Regions from separate parts of the Hordeum vulgare genome. Here region 1 is linked to region 2. A link is a contact called in public Hi-C data. All regions are on one chromosome and are shown on one strand. The core of a region is the stretch at or near the end of the contact, and the rest is flanking DNA. Distances in the headings are between cores, read along the strand shown.

Region 1 (4,189 bases), core at 1,318-3,817, 380 kb after region 2:
AATCGATATGTGTGCTTTGTGTGGTGCCCGAGATACTTGGCGACATGCACTACTAACCTGCCCTATGGGAAGCAGTGTTTGGGTGCTAGCAAAGGACATATAGTGGAGGCAATGAGCAATCATATGGAGGACAACGCCAAGGATTGGATCTTTGCATTACATGAAATTTTGGCAGAAGATGATTTTGCCCGCCTCATGGGGACCCTATGGGCAATCTGGGGAGCTAGGAGGAAAGCAATTCATGAGGACGTTTTTCATTCGCCGGCAGTCGTACACGGCTTCATCAACTCGTATCTTGGGGAGCTGAGCGAGATCAACAACAAATATGTTCGTGCTAGGATCAGCAATCCCCCACAACAAGTGCCACAATGGATCCCTCCCGCACCTGGCATTGCTAAGTTAAATGCCGCTCGAGTTGTCTCTAGACATGGCTTTGGGTCTGTTGGTGTCATCTCGAGGGATCAGGGGCACTTTCGTGGGAGCTGCGGCGTTTTTTTCGGATTTATTTTAGATCCACCTACCATGGAAGCTTTGGCTACCACACAAGCTCTTGCAGTGGCGAATGATCTATACATTCAAAACATCCACGTTGCCTCACATTGTGAGGTAGTAGTAAATGATATCCTGAATCGAACCTCGGCAACCTACGGTGCGATAGCTCAAGAAATTTTAGACATTTCAATTTCTTTTCATTCTTGTAAGTTCGTTTACGAACGTAGCAGTTCCAGTTCTGAAGCTCACAATTTAGTGCAGCATGCTCTTAACGTGCGAGGTAGCCGCCATGTTTGGTTAAGACATCCAGGAAATGTGTCATCCGTCCTTGTAAACATTGTGACGAATTAATAAAGCTTCGTGGAATTGTCTCAAAAAAAAGTTGGCGCGTGAAGCACCAATAGGAGCTCCCATAAAAATTGGGGCTCATACATGCCGCATTGTGCGTCTCGGAGTGCCGAGGACGCACAGTGTGGTCGTCCGACTAGGCCGGCCGAGTTCTTTTTTTCTTTTCTGTTTCTTTATTTCCTTTTCTTCTTATTTCCTTTTTAGCATTTTAGTTCGTTTTTTATTTCTTTTCCTTTTTCCTTTTTTATGAAAACAAAGAAATGTCGAATTTCCCATCATTTTTTAAAAACCTGAACATTTTCTTAAAATGGAAAATAAATTTGAAAGCGCGAACAAAATTTTAAAGCACGAATATTTTTTGAAATCTATGGAACAAATTTTAAAACCGATAACAATGTTGAATATTGTGAACAAATTTGGAAGCGGAAACAATTTTTGAAAGCATGAGCATTTTTTGACTCTTGAGAACAGTATTTCGAAATGGAGAACAATTTTGAAAACCCCGAACAAATTCGTATGCGTGAACAAATTTTTAAAGCACAAACATTTTTTGAAATTGAGAACAAATTTTGAAATCGAGAACAGTTTTGAAAAATCTTGGAATTTTTTTTGGATGCGCAAACAATGTTTTGAAGCACAAACATTTTTTGAATCGTGATTTTTTTTTTTTGAAACGGAGAATAATTTTGGAAAATCCTGAACAAATTTGGAAGCACGAACATTTTTTGAATCTTAAGAACAAAATTTTGAAAAACCCCGAACAAAATTGTAAGCACGAACAAAGTTTTAAAGCTCGAACATTTTTGAATCTTGAGAACAAATTTTGAAACTGAGAACTTTTTTCAAAAATCCTGAAAAATTTGGAAACGCGAATAATTTTTTAAAGCATGATCATTTTTGAATCTAGAGAACAAAATTTTAAAATGGAGAACAATTTTGAAAAAAATGAAGAAATTTGGAAGCGCGAAGAATTTTTTCAAGCACAAATATTTTTTTGAATCTTGAGAACTAAATTTTAAAATGGAGAACAATTTGGAAAATCCCTAAACAAATTTGAAAGAGTGAACAAAGCTTTAAAGCACAAATATTTTTTGAATCTTGAGAACAAATTTTGAAAACGAGAAGAATTTTGAAAAGTCTTGAACAAATTTGGAAGCGCAAGCAATTTTGAAAGCACGAACATTTTTTGAATCTTAAGAACAAAACTTTGAAATCAACAACAATTTAAAAAAAGACCAGAACAAATTTGAAACAAAGAACAATTTTTTAAAGCAGGAACATATTTTGAATCTTAAGAACAAATTTTGAAACCGAGAATTTTTTGAATCTTTAGAACAATTTAAGAAGATTTAAGAAAAAATTGTTGAAGATACAAAACATTTTTTGAAATCCAGAATATTTTTTGGAAAATACTAAACATTTTTTGTAAATCCAAAAACATTTTTTGAAACCAAAAAAAAGAAAAAAAATGAAACATAAAAGAATAAAGAAAAAATTAAGTGAGAAAACCGGTTTAGGAACCTTTTAGAATTTCCCAAAACCGGAAAAGATCGGCTCGAAAGCTTCCCAAAAGTGGGGCGCTGCAAAAATCACTCCCCTCCCCGCTCTCTATGTGAAGCCCTGACATGACACCGCTTCATAGAGAGCGAAGAATAGGATGTTTCCATAAATACCTCTAATTCGTGGATATTTTTCAGCTGATATGATATGGGCGGGCCTCTTTGATTCCATGCCGTGGATTGGCGAGAATTAGGGAACCATCGCGCCAAGAGTACTTCCAGGTGGGCCGCGCGAGGTGCACTGGAGGCCACAACCTCGTTTTTTAGTTGATCTTTCTTTTTTTCTTTCTGCTTTATTTTTTCTACTTCTATTGATAATTCTAAATATTCTAAGAAACATATCACCTAAAAGACTTTACGTAAAACATTTGAAAAATGTAATCAAGCATTTGAAAAATATTAAATGTATAGAGAAAATGTTTCTGGTGTACATGACAAATATAAAATGTGTGTGAAAAAGTTGATCATATATTTTTAAAAATGTTAATCAAACATTTGAGAGTATTAAACATGCATTTAAAAAGAGACGCTGCTATGCCTCCGTCGACCGATCTTTTTAAAAGATTGACTGTATGTATACCCTAGAGGCAATAATAATAGGTATTTTGTATCTTCAAGTTTGTAACGAATGTTTATGTTCCATGCTATAAGTGCAATGATTCCTGAGTGTACAATAACCACGAGGCTCGGAGGAAAATTCATGTGCATGTGTGGTATAATAAATGGTAAAATGTATTGCTAGTTATGCCTTTAAGACTAGCACAAGTATTTCATGATGATCTTGTTTTCCTCGTAATGGGCAAGACTATGCTGACAACTTTGAGGGCACAATGTTAGAAGAACATTTGTGTTGAATCAAACCGAATTGATGCTATGCTATGAGATATATTGGTCACAAGTAAATGCTTTATAACACATAAAAAGTTAACTTTGCAAAATTCCTTAGACCAAGAGAGTACCGAGTTCCTTTGTACTTACTTCGTGAACTTTGGGGTTTGTTAAACGTCATCTGTGACAAGGTGGCTATTACGACTGCTTATGGGTTCACACAAAAGTATGACATGTAACTTGGTAGCTCAAGATTGGGATTTTCTCCTCCGACGATGGAAGATATTCTTAGGGCCCTCTCGGTGTTACGGTATACATCGTCGTCTCGCCAGACACAATGTGATTTGATCACCAGGATGCCGAAATACGGAAACGAGAAAAATGAACAAAAATGGTAACGAGGTAACTGACATAGTGGACAAGTTGTTGATCCATGGGAATGCCGACAAGTGTCACCTGAGGTGTCTGTATCATATCACAAAGCAACATTTATAGCAGACACCAAACTACAGGTTCGGTCGAATATTCATTTGTGTGGGTACACGGATCAGTATGGGTGTCCATGGTTTTGCTATTGATTATTGATCGGGAAGTGTTCCAGGTCATGTCTATATACTTCACCGAACCTATAGGGTCACACACTTAAGGGTCATCTCTCTACTGAATACTAGACATGGAATATGAGAGAAATTCGTCGGACAAGCTTTGGAGAAAACGGAAAGGTTTCGGAGAGAACACCGAAAAAGTTTCGGTAAAACTAAAATGTTGTTTTGGACTAAACCATTAAGCCAAAAAGGTTTTTGGCATATGTGCGGAACTTTTCGGAAGTGCCATAATTGTTCTGGGGACTTTTGGAAATTATTCTACAGCAAAAAAATCAGAAATGTTCTGGAGGCGAAGAAAATTTCTTGGTCGCTTTTTGCAAGAGAAAATCATTGATTAGGCACACATCAAGATCTATT
Region 2 (4,397 bases), core at 982-3,481:
ACCTCTTCCATCTTCGGAGAAGGTTAATTTTGATGCTAAAGAACGTACTGATTTGATATTAAAGATGCATGAGTTAACTAAGGAAAACATTGAGCGTATGAATGCTGAATATAAGCTTGCTGGAGATAAGGGTAGAAAACATGTTGTCTTTGCACCGGGAGATCTTGTTTGGTTGCATTTGCGTCAGGATAGGTTTCCTGATTTGCACAAGTCAAAGCTAATGACATGTGTTGATGGTCCTTTCAAGGTGTTAGAGAAAATAAATGAATGCATATAGACTTGAGCTGCCTGCAGATTTTGGGGTTAGTCCCACTTTTAACATTGCAGATTTGAAGCCATATTTGGGTGAGGAAGATGAGCTTCCGTCGAAGACGACTTTAGTTCAAGAAGGGGAGGACGATGAGGACATCAACACCATTGTTACACCCACAACCCCAGTTGCTATACATGCTGGACCAATTACCAAAGCTTGCGCACGCCAATTGAATTACCAGGTACTTTCATTTCTTGGAAATCCTTCTAATGTTCATGAATATATGATGCTGCCTAAGTTAGATATTTGTGTTGTACTTATAAATGAAGGACCTAGCATGGACAAGAAGGACATCTGTTGGAGCGGGATCAAGCATGGAGTAGAAGGTGCATGCGCGGGAAAGAACAATGAAGCTTGTACTGGTGATTTTCGCACTTTGAAGCCACCATAAGGAAAACATGAAGGCTTGGACGAAATATTCATGACGCCACTTTATAAATTTTGTCCATAGGCTATTATAGGTGCCGCTCCACCTTATTTTTGGGCCGGGCCCGTGTAATTTCGAAATACCATATTATAGACTATTTTTGGAGTCCGTATGTCTGGGGAAACCGAGTTAGGATCGGTTTCGGACCCCTCCTCCAAGGGGTCTCCGAATTCCTCCTCCATTCCCCCATATATACAACCCTTAGAACGCCGTTTAGACTTGTTTTTTTGATTACAAGTTCGCCATAGCTGCAACTTCGCGTTCTTTGTTTGTGTTCCATGACCAGACAAAGGCGTCAGAGAACCCCACTTTCATCAATAAAGCTTTTCACTTATATTCGCAATATCCAGATTGCAATCTTAGTTTCTTGCTTGTTGTTCGTTTGCGTGCAGGAAACGGACCCTCGTGGTCAGGTTGACCGTGCTTCGGCGTGGTCAATAACCTCTCGGAGTTGGTTTAGCGATTGCTAAGGCACGACGTCCTCACACGTTCGTAGTTGGATCGTCAAAGTCTACTCCAAAATGATAACCACCATCTTATCAAAAGACAGGAACAACTTTGCCTTTATCACACATGTTGACAAGTATATTTTGTCACGTGATAAGAGCATGTACGAAACTGGTATCTTTTTATAAGTCGGTTGATGTCGATTGATTTAAGAAATCATTGAACAATTAAAACCGTGAACCACATTTGAAATTGATCACCTCACGAGAAAGCTCTTAAAAAGAATCTTGACCAAGTCAAAATGAAGAATGAAACCAAAAACCAAATTTCTCAATTGAATGAGAGGCCTTCACCCTCTAGTGATAGTGAAGGGTGCTAAATATGTTTTGTGCTAAACATGTTAACGCTAAACACCAGTGACGTAGATTATTGGATAGGTGCGATTGAACGAGTGAAATTTGTTGGATATCCGTAACTCTTTTTCTCTATTGATAAAGGTTCGTTTTGGGGGGATAATATTGATATAGATTTTTTTAGGCAAATTATATTGATATAGATGGTATATATTAATATAGAAGATGCATCCTTCTGTTGAACAAACGGCGTGGAGAGGTGTTGCAGATTGCATGGGAGTGAGGCCAGAGGCGTCAGGACCCCATCGCCGAGGAATGGAAGATGAACTTGATCTGTCAGCGAGGCCTTCCTTAGTTGTAGTCCATGGTGGCGTAACAAAAATTTAAACACCGCGTTGGATAAACGTTGTTCTCGTATGTTAGAATTTGCAGCCGTTTAGGCCAGACTTTCTCTTCTAGGCTCATACTAGTATTAGGTCAGCTGCTATGTAATGGTGACCTTTTTTCTTTATGATATAAAATGAGGCAGGGAAAACCCCTTTTGATAAAAAAAAATCTGGGCCCGGTCTGACACGGGCCTACAAGGTGTGTCCCACCGGCCCAACGGAGCAGCCCAGAACGCCGCGGATCGGTCTTTACACTCTAGCCCCCATGCCTCCATGTATTTCACACCCGTCCCTAGCAGCGAAGGCGCAAAATAGGATCCCGGAACCTCCATTTCATTTTCGTCAGCCGCCAAGAATCTTTCCCTCACTCACACGAGACAGATGCGCGAGACTGACGGACCAGTAAAGTCCACTGCCTCTTCTGCCGCGCCGGTCTGCTCCCCGTCGTCTCCGCTCCGAGGTGAATAATGGCGTCTCTCGATCCCTTTTCTGGTTCATTCATGCCGATACCTGTCCTTCCCTTCGACGCTTGCGGGCGCGGCGGCGGTTGGCTGTAGATTTGCGCGGCGGGGCTTGACCGGCCCGCAAGGTTGGACTTTTTAGGAGGGACTAATGGCGAGCAGGTTTGCTGATGCGTTTCTTCGAGAAGTGGGGGGAGAGGGGTTCCTTTTCTGCTGACCTCGTGGTGGGATTCGATTCCCATCTGCGAGGGTTCATCCTCTCCCCGAATGATTCAGCTCATTCAATGATAATGTGATGTGTGATCCCAGAGTAGATTTAGATTCTTATTTTCTTGGCCTTGTCGTGTTCCTATTGAAACTTAGGTATTGAAGTTGAATGTGAATGAATGGAAACTCCACTGGAAGCAGATAGGATGTACTCCGATTACTGTATTTTTCTTTCTTGGACGGATTTGATGCATAGGATGGGTGGACTCTCAAGCTCGTAAATGTTTCTCCACTGTCGAACTTGATACATATAACTGGGTGCGTTGTACCCTATGTTTTTCTTGGATTAGGGCTGATGTCACTGTCCTATTTTCTCTGTTCTGATTCGAGCAATGTATTATGGTTTCAATGCAGGTTTCCTAAATGGGGAACCGATCTCGGCCCAGTGTAGCCAAGGAGACCATGGAACCGATTGACGAGGAAACAGAGAGTCCTAGCAGGGCAGCACAACTGAAATGCCCGGATGGAAACTCGGGCGAAATGCGCCTCAACAGGATCCCAAATTTTCATTGCAAGAGTCTGCCTTCAAGACGACGCGAGGAAAACCCAGAAGATAGCATCATGCATAGTCGTGGTTCTATGTACCAGAGCTCCAGCGATGTCAGCAGACTAAGGAAACTCCAAGAGGGGAGGAAGAAGTTAGACTCTATACACGAAAGAGATGCATTCATGTCATTTGGGACCATCGATTCGTCCTCTCAGCCCAGCACAAGTGCAGCTTACTTGGTTCCGCAACGGAGCAGTTCATGCAAGTCGAGGTCTTCTATGAACATAACCCGTGGATTTAGTCAAGATACCAGGGAGCTTCTGGATATTTCCTCGCGTGAGGTTCCTAATGACAACTTGAGGCTTGGAAGGCCACGCAAGGACTGCAATTTGTTAAAAGAGGATGTAAGAGACAGTTTCCTGGGGTTATCGCTTGAAGAAGACAATGCCACGTGTCCCGGCGCAAATGCTACTCCTCATTTGCTAGAAACCAGCAGTAGCAAAGGTACAATATCAAATTGCCAACCTCCTGTTGGCCTTCATCCTGATAGGAGTAATCATGGCAGAATAGATTCAGTGAGTAATCTCCCCAAGTCCTTGTCAGCTAAGGTGGGTGTTTGTGATGCTACATGTCCATCAGAAAGTGTTCATGGTGTTGATGGCAAGAAAAAATCTCGATCTAGTGCATTTAAGAAAATTTTGGATCCTTTCATGAAGTCCAAATCTCTGAGGAATCCCTCCCTCATGGAAATGGAAGATGCAAAATGTGGTAATCCACCAGTTAGAGGAAAAGATAGTGCACTGCGCAAATCTTTGTTGAGTGGTATCTCAAGATCTGACCAAACGCCCACACCTAAATGCCAGGCGAGTGGGGAAGCCCGGCCTATCACAGTTACTTCATCGCCTACTCATTTGCATGCTGTTCTTAAACTGGATCCTGACAATGGTGCTTTTGGTTTTGAGTTCTGTACCAAGGGTCCAGAAGAATCCATTTACGCTAACACTTGGAAATCCGGAAACGAGCTGAATTGGATTTACACTTTCCATAGTGTTGGCAAACGATCAAGTACCGTGGGAAGGACCTCCAAGGATAGGCACGGTTGGCTGCCTCCAATTGTTGGCCAGATGCATGTGTCTTCCTATCTGTACTCTGAAGTTGAAGAAGATGGTATTTTAAATAACTCAGCCACTAGCGAGTTTGTTTTGTATGACATTGCTCATGCACGACGGAGCTCTGCCGTTGATAGAGTTCAGTGT

The links. A called contact is a pair of places that touch in the nucleus more often than the background predicts.
Region 1: a contact with region 2 is called in a Hi-C map of seedling, with 2.9 times the contacts expected there. The contact joins the enhancer-like site here to the promoter of LOC123438278 in region 2. A contact is called at or near these places in 2 of 6 Hi-C or Micro-C datasets (leaf and seedling).

The regions. Positions count from the first base shown.
Region 1 is chr1H:373,187,199-373,191,387 of MorexV3_pseudomolecules_assembly, forward strand. No RefSeq gene overlaps it. Among protein-coding and RNA genes, the nearest start is that of LOC123438304, 140 kb to the left of the region's middle. Within about 2 kb of position 2,568, at least 2 of the 3 cell types and tissues checked have open chromatin away from gene starts, as enhancers often do. A contact at or near this core is called in leaf and seedling, where this site is marked.
Region 2 is chr1H:372,807,416-372,811,812 of MorexV3_pseudomolecules_assembly, forward strand. LOC123438278 reads left to right here and starts at 2,232. Exons shown (of 3, transcript XM_045115766.1): 1 at 2,232-2,386; 2 at 3,009-4,397. The coding sequence starts at 3,018.